Regions from separate parts of the Mus musculus genome. Here all the other regions are linked to region 1. Evidence: chromatin contacts called from public promoter capture Hi-C data. All regions are on one chromosome and are shown on one strand. Each heading gives the region's core, a stretch centred on a gene start, on an enhancer-like site or on the middle of the called end of the contact. The rest is flanking DNA. Distances are from core to core; before and after follow the strand shown.

Region 1 (4,449 bases), core at 736-3,235:
TTCTCATCACGTGTTACAGGGGAGTGCTGGCTTAACAATGCCTCCTCACTGTGCACTTGCCCTGCCCTCTAAACTATTCTACTTACCTGCAATCTTATACCTTATAAACTTCCACTCAACTGCACGTACCATAGTCTACTTAGGAGAGACTCAAGCACATATTCTCCATCAAATCCTTTCTGTGATGGTATCTCTAGATGTCTTCCTTTAGTGAACAGGGTCATAGAGAAATTAAATGTACCCAGAGGCTCCCATTCTACTTATGATGGAGTAGCCAGCTGTGACGGGGATCCTGTTATTCCCCTTCAGAATAAAAGCAGCTAGGCTTCGGTCCAGCCTGGGTTTCTCAGGCCTGCCTCTCCCCGCTATGTTAGCTAAAGCCTGGCTGTTATATAAGGTTTGTGCTGCCTTCCCAAAGCACACAGTGCTTCTCACCCAGTCTTCTCTTCAGCCAGGCCTCAGTCTTCCATGATGCAGGGTGGAAATCTTCCTCTGAAGGAGAAGTCATTGTTCAGGCTCTCTCTGGCTGGCTGTGTCTAGTCTCTGCCTCCACAGCCCCGGGTCCTGACTCAGAAAGACTTGGCCTTTGGTTAATTTATGAAAGTAAACCAACCTGTAGGAGTGTGTACACTACATATGCTCACAGATGCCTCCAAATTTTGTGACACACCACCTACGCTGCTGGCATCAGTAAGAAACTATCCAAAGGACACTGTACACTTAGCTACTATCGTGCTGCTTGAACCTCCTCCAAAGCCATCGAGGTAGAGGGTTGTTTCTACTGATTACAGGGAAGGAAACTGAAACCTGAGTAGGTAAAGCTGCTTGCTTGGGGTCACTTTATGGAGGTGCATTGTACCCTAAGTTTCCCAGAAGAAACGCAAAGGGCACAGGGTCTACTGCCTGAGTGGGGAGGTATCTTTTCCCTGGTTTCTTAGTGGGGCTACCTGTGTGCCCACATACTGATTAATGGCAAAGGTGTGGCCCTTCCTAAGAGCCTGGGAATATCATGGGAGACTGGGGATAGAAACTGGGTCCAGAGCTAGCTCTCCACCCAGGAGTTGATTTATCACTGTGGCTAGGAGGAGGGGGGAGCTTAAATGTTTAGCATTCACAAGCCTTGACATCACCCTTGATTTTTCCCCCCACCCTGCAACTCACTCCATTAGGATTGACAGGCCACGGTGAAGCTTCTTGTGAGGGCTGGGCAGTTATAGAGGGTTATGGGAGGCTGAGAAACTACTCTGCATTAGCGAGGCAAATTAAGGTTCTAAATTACACAAAGACCTCCGGGAGTAGGTCCTGAATCTCCAAGGATTCGGTTGCAATTTCTTAGTATGAATGAATATACTTGCCAGAAAGTCCTAATTGTATTTTCTTTCTAAAATAGCCCCCATTTTCCCCTCCCCCAAACTGTGCCAGCTTCAGAACCCCATCCCCCCACAACCTTTATCCTCACCAAGGCAGAGCTGGAGAATAGAGGTGTAAATGTGTCAGAAGAGGGAAGCAGGGGCCCAGGAAGAGTAAATCCTCATCTAACATGGCAGAAAGTCAATAGATAAATCAAGAAATCGCTATGTAAGCTCTTTTTCTTTCTTTCTTTCTTTTTTTTTTTTTTTTTTTTTTTTTTTGCGACAAAAAGTGACCATCCAAGGAAGGGACTGATGAAAAAGGGCTCTAGGTAGAGCAGAACAGGAGGGGCTTGTTTCTTTCATTGTAAGTAGCTATTTTATACTTTAAGAACTGTTCATACATTGCTTGATATGGTTTTAATTCAGGCTTTTAAAAACCAGAGTGAAAGTTAGATGAAAGAAACAAACAGAATACAAAACTAAAAAAAAAAGTAAAAAATGAAAACACAGAGCAGAAAGGCCACAGATGACAATCTACTGAGGACCTGAAGAGCGGGGGCGGGGCACGGGGCGTGGTCTTAGGTCGCTGAGGGGGCGGGGCAAAGCTCCGCTCTGTCTCCCGGGAGTTCCGCCCACAGCAGGAAGCTGGGAGCGCAAGGTCAAGTTCACTCGCGGCTCCGCCCCCAGCCTGGGTCAAGACTAGTTAGTCTTAGGGCGATCTGCGGGGTGACCCATCCTGGTCGAGCAGCAGATCCGCGGTCCCTGTTGACTCTGAGCGGAGCCCCGCGACGCGCAGGTAAGCACAGCCAGCGACCTTGGCTGCCTGCTTCGCCCGCGTGGGTGTCCACGAAGCCTTGAGTCCCCGCGTACCTACCAGGCCCACGTGACTCTCGGGGGCGGCGACTCGGGCGCGCGCGCGCACGACAGAGTCAGATGGCTGTGGAGCGCAGAACCACGCTAGCCCCACGGTCACTTTTCTGACCGATTGGCTCGAGCTGACACGGGTTCGGATCCCCCCTGCAGCACGTTTACAGTCAGTTAAAAGTAAGTGTGTGACAATTACAGCGTATTGTTCAGTGTTCTCTTTCTATTGGCCTAAGTGGGGTTCCAGCGATTGTCACGTGTAGCGTGCTGCCCCGCAGAGCACAGACTAGCGAGGAGACCTCCAGCAAAGGCAAACCACACACATTAAAGTATGACAGTTCAAATTAGTAGGAGCTGTGGAGATAATTTTTAAGATAAGTAAATAAAAGCGCAGGGTGCTGGAGAAGTTTTATTACGTTTCCCGTCAGCAAAACCTGCTGGAGCTAAAGCTACCCCGTGAATGACGGAATTCCAGACATAAAGTAAGGCTTGGGAAGGAGGTTCCCTTGGGATCGTCCTGCAGAGAGCTGGTGCCTGCGAGTTCCTGTCCTAGTTAGTCGACGTCAACAAGTGAGTCATCTGGAAAGAGAGAACTTGGAGTTTTTAAATGCCACCATTAGACTAACCTGACCAAAAGGGTGTGGGGGCATTTTCTTGATTACTGATGTATGTAGGAGGGCTCAGCCCACAGTGGGGGATTCCACCACACCCTTTCCCACGTCCCCCACCCCAGTGGTGGTCCTTAGTTGTAATAGGCTGAGCAAGCCTTGGAGAACAAGCCAGGAAGCAGTGGTCCTCCATGGCCTCAGCTTCAGCCCCTGCCTGGATTTCTATCATTAATGGGACTGTGACGTTGGGAGAGCAAGGCAAATAAAGGCTTCCTACCCGAGTTGCTTTTGATCAGGGCATTTGCCTCGGCAGTTTCTTAAGCCACTGTTCTAAGATGGGACTGCTTGTACTACCAGGAAATGGGTTTGTGGGAAGCAGCTGCCAGAGCTGTTCAGACAGCAGCGGGCACAGCAGGGGTGAAGGTATCTCTGCTCCTCAAGACTGAACTTGAGGTGTCTGTCTCAGAGTAAGCTTCCCCCCCCCCCCCCCCCGCCTTAGTACATTCCCCTCTGACAGATGAGTAAACTCTCACAATACAGCCTGTTCTCTAAGTTGAGGACTGGTTTAACCATTTTTTGGAAACACTTGGCTCATGCCTTTCCCTTGACACTAAGGGTTAGGAGAAGCCAGATACAAGACCTGCTCTCCTGGAGCCTGTGCAAGGTTGGCCACTTACCATGCGGACTCTGAGCCTTGTGAGGGAAGCTGCCTTGTTTCCATTTAGCATTTAGGCCAGTGGTTCTCAGCCTTCCTGCTCCTGCAGTCCTTTAATACAGTTCCTCACGTTGTGACCTCGTCATAAAAATTATTTCATTGCCACTTCTGAACTGTAATTCTGCTACTGTTATGAATTATAGTTTAAATATTTGATAGGCAGGATATCTATGTGAGCCCCCAAATGGGGTTGCGACCCACAGGTTGAGAACTGCTGGTCTAGGTACACATTTCCCAGCAAGCACCACCTGATCCCGCCAGCCCCAAGAGGCAGCTCTTCCACTGGCAGCTCTCTCCCCTGAGGCACCGTCTCTGCTGGCCCCTTGCTGAGGACCCCTCAGAACTTGAGACCAGCACAGATTTGAGAGAGTGGCTTCAGGAAACACCTGTCAGCTGCTTGGCATTTACATGTGTGTGTATTTATAATATCTTCTTTATATTTTTAAGGTTATAATATAATTACATCATCCCCCCTTTTCTCCCTTCAAAACCCTCCTGTATATCCCTCCTTGCTCTCTCAAATTCATGCCTCTTTCTTTCTTTATTATTAATACATATATGTGTATTATGTATGTATATATTGTATGGTATACACATGTATAATATATACACATTATATATATATATATATATATATATATATATATATGATATTTATGTGTTAACAACAATTAATGAAAAAAGAGGCTTGGTAAATTTTACACCTTGAATGGGCCTGAGGTCTTCTGTGGTCTTGTCCACACAACTGATATAGATTTAGGATTTGCTCTAAGAGAACAGGGTGGAGAACCAGAGATGAGGAAGCACACTTAGGGGAAGAACCCACATTGTTGGATTGTGGTCAAAGGAGGACTGTTAATAGGACGTTGGAGGGAAAGGAAAAAGAGCAGCCACGATGCAGCCCCTTTGT
Region 2 (4,299 bases), core at 837-3,336, 2.8 Mb after region 1:
CTGCCTGCCTGGATGTAAGCAGTCCTGGGCTTTTATCCTTCAAGTTTCTCCTTTGGAGGAGAGCAACCTGCGTGCAGTGGAAGAAGACCTAAGAGGAACCTGGAATAAAAATAGATCTGTATAACGGTTTTGTTTGGAAGTGACCTTAGAAAATAGCTATCATAAAGAGAAAATGGCAGATGGAGCCTTTAAAATGAGCTAATTTTAGAATACATATCGTTTCCCACGTGTGACTACTAAATACATCCTCCACAGCTTACTCTGCTGATATATAAAATTAAGAAGTTGGATTCTTACTGGTACTGTATGTTAGGCTTTACTAAAAGAAAAACAAAAAAACAGAATCTGTCTTCAAGTCGTAAGATTGTTTGTGTTTCCTTGATAACTTATGGGCCAGTCCCTAAAATTAGCATTTTGGTATACCATAAGCACACATATGTAAAAGGTTTGCACACCTCATAAGCTTCACTTTGTGAACGTGTACAGCGTTAGTATGTGCAAAAAATATCATGTCGGAAGAGCAGTTTCTATTTGTGCTACCCAAAAACGGGTTTGTATTTTGAGAGGGGAGAATCACGCTGTTAGGCTTTATTTATATCCAAGTGTCCTCAGCCTTCTGCAAAAAAGGCAAAAGCTTTGTGTGTGCGTGTGTGTGTTTTAATGCAGAACAACGAAGGACTCAGACACTTTCGGACTCTACAGAACCAGAGCATACATCGCGGGCTGTGTCCACGCACAAGGGCAGGCTCGCTGGGGACCTAGAGGAGTGGCTTTCAAACTTGTGGGCCAGCGCCTAGTCCACGGCCCGCCACGCGCTAGGTTCCGGGAGGAGGCCGGCGAGGCCGGGGCTGGGCTGCCATCCTCCCACTGGGGTCAACTCCGGTCCCCGAACACCCTCCCCCCACCTCCGCCCCACGGCGCGACGCGGGCAGCCCACGCGAGGGGAGACCGTGCCCGCTACCCCAATTCACCACAACCCACACGCCTGGGAGACCGGATTGGAGAGCACGTGGGGGAGGGGCGGAGAGCGCGTCCGGCTCGAAACCGAGCATGCTCCGTGCACGGAACCGTAAGTGGCGAGCCAGACATGCGCAGTGAGCTCGGGGTGTGCTGGCGGCGGGGCAGGGCGGGGCTGGCGTGAGCGGGCTAATGTGTTTATCCGGTTTTCTGGGTGGGCGGTCAAAGCGCACGCGTAAGGGCGAAAGGCGGTAGGGTCGGGGTGGGTGTGTTGGGGGGGTTTGTGCATGCGCAGTGAAGCCGGCAGCGCGGGGAGGGTGTGGAGGGGGCTTTTAGAGGAGAAGCAGGGGAAAAGGGAAGCGGAGGGAGAGGAAGGGCGGGGGGTGGGGGTGGGGAGGGGGGGTGAGAGCGCGCTGTGCGCATGCGTACAAGGGCTAGCGACGACGGCGGCGGGGGAGGCTCGGGGATGACAGTGTCTTTGCCCGTTGGGGTAACGGTCGTCGTTACCGGCCGGGCCTGAGGCGCCGCACCATCTACTGCGGCCGGAGTAGCCCCGGCCCAACGGAGCTAGAGCGGCGCGAGAAGAAGCGTGAGGGCGGCCAGGCGCGAGGGAGGGGCCTGCAGCGGGCCTGGTCGTGCGCGCTGGGTGGCGGCGGCGGCGGCCTGGCGGGGTGAGCTCGCTTAAACCGCGGCTGGGCAGGCAGGCGGCGGCGGCGGCGGCGGCGGCGGCGGCGCAGCACCGTGGCAGTCGCGCTTGGAGGAGTCGTCCGTGCCGTGCCGAAAAGATGGCCGGGCTGTGAGGGGGCGGCGCTTGCGCTGGTGACCCCAAGTGTGCGGCTGAGAAGCGGAGGGGCGCCGCCGTCGCCGCCTGCCTGCCTGCCTGCCTGCCTGCCTGCCGGGCCTGCTCCCCGCCCCCTCCCGCCGCCGGGCCCCGCGCGCACTTCCTCCCGGGCCTCCCTTTCGGGCGGGGGCCTCCCTCCCGCCCGCCTGCCGCGCCAGGCGCAGCGTGGGCCCCGCGTCCGGCATGGCGAGAACGGCAGCGGCGCGCTCCCGCCGCAGTAGCAGCAGCAGCAGTAGCAGCCACAGCAGCAACAGCAACCTCCGCCGCCGCGGCTGCTGGCACTAGACCCGGGAATCCGACGCCTGCGCCGTAGTCCCCACCGTCCCGCTGCCTCCGCGACGTCGCTGCGATGGAGTAAGGGCCCCGCCGTCGGAAGAGAAACGTGTGGACCGCTTGGACCCCACCGGGCCCGCTCCCGTGCGCGCCAGCTCCACCCGGAGGTGCCTCCGCGGCCGGACATGCTGCTCGAGCGCAGGCCGCCCGCCGAGCCGCGGGGCTAGAGCGAACCCGGAGCCCGTCCGGAGCACCCAGCCGCGGCCGTGTCGGACGAACTCGATCGCTGATTTCGCTTGTCTCTCTTTGGTCTGCAAGTCTCAGGGACAGAGGAGGGGCGCCGAGGCCCCCATGTGTGGGAGGATTGCTTCAGCTTCACAAACTTGCACGGATTTTGGTTGCTGCTTTGGCCAGGGGTTCTGCTCAGATTTCTTCCGAATTGTTTTAAATTCGCCATTGTTCCCTGGCTGCTTACAAACTTGGATCCGGAATTTCTTTTCAACCGGGAGCCATTGGTGTCGAAGTGTCTGCAATGAACCCGGTGAATGCTACTGCTCTCTACATTTCCGCGAGCCGCCTAGTGCTCAACTACGACCCCGGAGACCCCAAGGCGTTTACAGAGATTAACAGGCTCTTGCCTTACTTCCGACAGTCCCTCTCGTGCTGTGTTTGCGGTGAGACGCTTCTTTATTGTTCCCCTTTCCCTGCTTGTTTTCTAAAGTTCCTTTGGCAGTAGTAACGTGAACGGTTGGCCGGCCGGTAGTTCGTCTTAAGGGGTGGTACTGTGCAGTAGTACACGGTCGTTAGTTTTGAAAGTCGCCCAGGGACTTTTGCCCGGCGTTTCAGAAAGGCCGAGAGCCTTTTTCAGCCACCTTTGTACGGAGGCTTTAACGTTCAAAATGGTTTTATTTCGCTTTGACACATCTTTCTGGTGTTTTATTTTTTTAAAATACATTTTAAAAAATTCTTCGACGGCTTCACACGTATAGCGGTGATGTCTTAAATGGGGTTGAAATGCCAGCGGCATGCTGCCTTCTTTTTAAAACCTCTGCTGCGGGAACTGATTGAATACCATTGTCATTAAATGTGGTCAAACATTGTTAAGAAATATGCACTGCACTCGTGTTTTGCAGAGGGTGGATGGTATAATCTTGATGCACCTCCAGCCAGAGACCTCAGTGCCCCAGGTTCTACAACAGATGGTTTGAAGGTTAGCACTGACCTAATGAAGCTGATGGTACTTTTTAGTTGGTGAGATCTTTTTACAGACTAGATTTTCTGTAGTTTTAATGTCAGGTGGCCTGGCAGAGTCGCATTGTTTATTTACTTGCTTATTTAAGACAGGTTCCTACTATGTAGCTTAGGCGGACTTCGAACTAGTGGTCTTAGTGTCTCAGTCTCTTGAATGCCGGTATTTCAGGCATGCACAGCCATGTCCCGTTTCAGAGGATTATTTTAAGATTTTTTTCAAAGGGTATTAGCCCCTGTCGGTTACAATACTTAATCAATCGTAAGAGATGAGTGAAAATATTGTCTAACTGGAAAGTGTTTAAAGGGTGATGACTCGTGTTAACTGGGCACAAATAGTATTTGACACTCAGAAAACCAGAACGATTATCCTCTGTCCCTCTTGAGATGGTATAAGTCCTCCGCCTATTAGAAAACGAGACGTTTAATAGAAATGAGAGCAACAAGGAAGTACTGATGATGTTCTCCACTTACTGTGTTGGAGGCTTTGTTAACCCAGACTCTCTGTTCAGTCACAATTTAGACATTGAGGCCCTTGAAGTGGAGATAGTAATGGCTGAGCCATAGAAATGGTATTCAGGATTCATCCATCATTTTTGTATAGCTCAGGGCCGGACTCTGAGGGGTGCCAAAAGGGTGGAGATTGGGTTTTTCCTGGTTAGGTACTTAATTTCGTAAGCGTTTAAGCAACCAAGTGATTAAGCACTTGCCTTGACGACTAACACACAGTACTTACAGGGAAGCAGTCGCTCAGAGCAGATGACTAAACCGCTGCCTTAGGCCTCAGCGTCTTGGTGTGTGAAGTGAGGGCTTTAGGGCTAGGTGCTGTTAGTTTGCTTTCAGTTTAGATAAAGCCAAGGGGAGTGGACTGAGAATTTGCTTGGTTTAATGGTATTCTCTCTTGCAGTCTCATTTTTAATTTTTTAGTGGCGCTGGTCATCAAAATCAGGGCCCTGCCTCTGAGTTCACTTACAGAGCGT
Region 3 (4,213 bases), core at 1,123-3,622, 2.8 Mb before region 1:
AAATTGATGGAAATGTAACTACCATAGCAAGAGCATGAAACAGAAGTCTCTACTTACTTGATATACAGCACAGAATACAAGCCTGGAAATTCCAAATATTGTACTAAGGCCAAAATGATCTTATAATCTAATAATGTCTAGACTTACATTTGAAATTAAAAAAAAACAACAACAATTTGAGTGGTCATTATGATGGCCAACACTTAATAATCCAAATCAGTGCTTTCTAGTTCCTTAAAAAAAAGGGAGCTGGAAGCGGTTGGCACATGCCTGTAATCCCAACTCTGGGAAATACAAGGAAGGAGCAGCAGGATGCTGAAGGTTAAAGTTCAAGCCAGCCTGGGCTACGGGAGACCCAGCTCAAAAACCTAGTACGCAGGATGGGTGGATGATCTATATAGACTTAGAAACTGAAGTAAGATTTACTAACATTTACAGTAACTCCATCTTTCTATCAGCCCTATAAAAGAATTTTTTTCCTGTAATAAGATAAGAAAACCTGAGGCTGAAGAGATTAGGTATCGTATTTGTTTTCAAAACCTATAACCTCGCCATTCCATTACAACACTTTCCATTACATGGAAAAATCCTGGCAAAACTCTTGAGTATAAATATTCCCTTTTCAGACACGAGTAAGGAACCCTTTGGTGACATCTAAAGGACTATAAACTGACAAGTGTGAATGAAAAAAAAAAAATCCAACAAGCTACTTAATACTTAAAAACTACACAGAGTCCTGAGAAGTATTCTCTTAGAAAAAAGTCTGAACACATACTTTGAAAAGCTTTCAATCTACCCAGGCCTCATGCAGGAAATACTAAATGCTTTGAGAAGAATATCAAAACAAATTGTAACTATGGATGTGGGTACCTGTCCTGGTCACGGGTCTGAAAGGAGGAGTGGCATCATGAGGTACCCCTTCATTCACCTGCTCCCCCAGAAAGGGAAGGAGGGGAAAAACTACTGGAGAAAAAGGAAGCTGACTTACAGTAAAGGTCTGGTGTAAGGACAACCAGAACTGGGCCCTCCCATAGTTCTGAAGAATGTCTAGTAAGACCTTTACTACTTGCTAAGTAAATCTGGGGCAATCATTCAGCAAAATGGCAAAAATTTAAAAATTAACAAATAAATAAACGTCAGCCTTATTAGAAAGAGAGCAAGTTTGGTTTGTTTCTCAAACCAAACAGCAAATGCAAACAGATAATCATACACTTTACGTTCCGAGACTCTTTAAATGTTATCCAACTCCTTATCTCTGCATCTCAAGCCTCGCCACTGGTTTATGGCAGTACTTAGGCATCTTTAATACCGAGATGGGGACGAGAATCTCCAAGCAAAATAATCCAAAATAGATAAGTAAATAAATGGGATTAAACACGCTGGCCAAAATGGCAACTAACACCAATTGTTAACCCAACCTTACTAACGCTTAATTACAGTTCAACGGTTTCCCAAGCAATGCACAGGGCTCCCTATAAACTCACATGTAAGGGCATTTGGGCAATTTCCACGTCTACCGTAGTTTCCCTTTCCAATGGAAACCCCACATACTGCTTGAGACCCTGAGTCTGCGGCCCTCAAGAGGGATGTTGTTCACTTTTCACTTCCCGGGAAGTGGGAGGAAAATCACATGGGAAGTGTGGCTCTAACCCTGAGGCTCAGAGAGCGGCTCCCTCCGCACGTCCCAACCCCAGGCCCTCCACTGGCGGGTCTCTCGCACACCCTTGCAACCCGTCCAGCCTAATTTCCTGGACGGCAAGGAGAGAAACCGTGTAAGGCCAGGAACGAGTAAGAGCCAAAGTAAAGAAGGGAGGACGAGGGGGGAAGAAACAGGCATCTAAGACCGGGAACCTTCCCGCCTCTCCCAGCCTCTAGCCCGCAGCCTCCGAGAGCAGCAAGGGGTGATACAAGGACGCCGGACCACCTCGGAACCACTGCTCTGACCCACAAAGCCGAACGAGGTGACCAGCCCCGCTCGCCACCAGGCACGCTGGTGTGGGGCTGAATCCCAGTCGGGACGGACGCGCGCTCGGGCCTCTCAACCTGCGCACCTTGGTGCAGCGGTGCCAGGCCCACTGTGGCCAACAGGCCTCAGCCCCTCGCCCCAGGAAACCCTCGAAGGCCAGAGGCTTCTGTAGGCCCTCGACCACGGTGAGAGACCCCCCTGACTGACGGAGATCTCTAAGAAACTACCTTTGAACTGGCCTTCTGAGATCCGCCTGGCGTTTTGTCGGCCATCTTGAGCTTTGCTCCTCCTTCAGCGGAGGCAGCAGCGCGGGTGAGTCGAGCACCGAGAGAACAGATAGCAGCCGAGCGCGCCAGAAAGGCTGCCAGGCCGAATAGCCGAACGCCGAGACGGAGACCTCCGCGGCGCCGGGGCCGCGTGACTTCCGCGTCGAGGCGCTTTTACGCGCCCCGCCCACCCCGCTCGCCTTCCGGTGAATTGCGGCGCCCAGTCACGTCACGCGCCTGCGGAATTTAGGGACTCTCCTTGACCCGACTTTCAAGGCCAACTGATAATTCAGTCATTTTCCTCCCAGAGCCAACCGGCGTTAGATGCGAGCGGGTTCTACTTCCTGAGGGGGGAAGGAAGCTGCTCTTTTAAAGCAACTGCAGTAGCCACGTGAGCCGAGCGTCTCACCTCAGCTGATGAGGCAGTTCGTCGAGACACTTTGCCGCACGATCCCCCAGGGGGCACAGGCCTTGGTGGCAAGGCAAATTTGCAATCTGCTCACGTTAAAAAATGGTGAGCAGTGACTTCAGAGTTGAGAAAAAACAGGGAAATAGGATAAAAACTGTTTAGGACGTCGGAGCATGGTACCTGCATAGACTGGGCATGGAGTTGGGGAGGGATGGATCGTAATATAGACGCTGTTCTAAAACGAGCATGTTTATTGTTACTGTGCAGTACAGGCACGCCCTAGCAACTGTGGGGAGGTTAAAGGACAGTTTGAAGGAGTTGGTGGGATTTGGGGATCGAAATGAGGTTGGCAGGTTTGCTCAGCAAGTGCCTTTTTCCCTCTGAGACTTCTGGCTACCCGCACCTATTTCTTTGAAGCATAGTCGCAAAAGTTGTGTAGCAGAAGATAGCCTTGAACTGCTGATTTTCCCGCCTCAGGTCCTGGGAATTAGTCTTGGGCCACCATGTCTAAGCTTTTTGTTAATTGAAGGGAAGCGGGGAATGAGTAAGTTTGGTTTGATTTGGGTTTTTCCAGTTTGTCGGCATTCCACCCCTGGCTGTCCCTGTGCTGTAGACCAGGCTGACCTCAAACTCGGAGATCTGTCTCCCAAGTGCTGGGAGAAAACGTGTGTGCCATCACCTAGATTTCAGTTACAGATAAGGGTCAGACCTAGAGAAGAGGCTCAGAATTGGAGATGTGTGACAGGACCTGAGAATGGAAATAAATTCATTTGGGCTGGAGGGCACAGAACCGTATTATACTGTACTTTCATGCATAGCAACCGTTACTTTCTGATCGTTGGCTTCCTGTTACTACGGTTTCTATCTCTGGTACCTGGCTTATTTATACCTCATCGCCTACCACCAGATTTTATTGATATTTATTTATTTATTTATTTTGGTTTTTTCAAGACAGGGTTTCTCTGTGTAGTCCTGGCTGTCCTGGAACTCACTCTATAGACCAGGCTGGCCTCGAACTCAGAAATCTGCCTGCCTCTGCCTCCCAAGTGCTGGGATTAAAGGCGTGTGCCACTACCGCCCTGCTTATTGACCTTTTTAGAGAGTTCAGCAATGTAGCCTCCTAGACTAATGCTTCCCTGGTCGCTCCCCCACCCCCTTCACTATACCCCCATCAACCAAAAAATAAACTTCAACTTCTGTATGGTAAATGTACTTGCTTCTGTGACTCCGTCTCCTGAGCCTACTCCTACTCTCAGAGTTCATTCTTTCTTTCAGTTCCCTCCCCTACTGCTCCTTTCTTCAGTGTCAGTTATATACAGGGTTACTTTGCAATCTCCTTATTCCCAAGTTTTACACTGTACAGCCTTATGTCTGTCTCTGTAAGTCACAATACTGTGGAGGCTTTTATATATTAAAAACAGCAGGGTTCCAATAATAAATTCGGAACAGATTGTGAAACCTACTTTACAGCATTCATATCACAGCTTTATTTAAAATATTTGTATTTAGGGTTCTCTAGGGTCACAGAACTTATGAGTATTTTCTATATAGTAAGAGAATTTATTGATGACT

The links. Promoter capture Hi-C pulls out the DNA fragments that hold promoters and counts their contacts.
Region 2: a contact with region 1 is called in a promoter capture Hi-C map of erythroid cells, with 27 times the contacts expected there. The contact joins the promoter of Msl2 here to the promoter of Nmnat3 in region 1. A contact is called at or near these places in 2 of 39 promoter capture datasets (erythroid cells and pre-B cells).
Region 3: a contact with region 1 is called in a promoter capture Hi-C map of erythroid cells, with 26 times the contacts expected there. The contact joins the promoter of U2surp here to the promoter of Nmnat3 in region 1. A contact is called at or near these places in 1 of 39 promoter capture datasets (erythroid cells), 1 of 484 Hi-C or Micro-C datasets (CD8 T cells) and 1 of 115 datasets of contacts at active chromatin or transcription factors (thymic regulatory T cells).

Annotation. Positions count from the first base shown.
Region 1 is chr9:98,294,585-98,299,033 of GRCm38.p6, forward strand. Nmnat3 (nicotinamide nucleotide adenylyltransferase 3) reads left to right here and starts at 1,986. Exons shown (of 5, transcript NM_144533.3): 1 at 1,986-2,396. Gm46126 (a long non-coding RNA gene) reads right to left here. Exons shown (of 2, transcript XR_001779264.2): 1 at 3,502-4,449; 2 at 2,613-2,795.
Region 2 is chr9:101,072,676-101,076,974 of GRCm38.p6, forward strand. It overlaps Msl2 (MSL complex subunit 2), which reads left to right and starts at 2,087. Exons shown (of 2, transcript NM_001100451.2): 1 at 2,087-2,745. The coding sequence starts at 2,604. It also overlaps the pseudogene Gm46140.
Region 3 is chr9:95,509,624-95,513,836 of GRCm38.p6, forward strand. U2surp (U2 snRNP-associated SURP domain containing) reads right to left here and starts at 2,373. Exons shown (of 28, transcript NM_001357974.1): 1 at 2,194-2,373. The coding sequence starts at 2,238.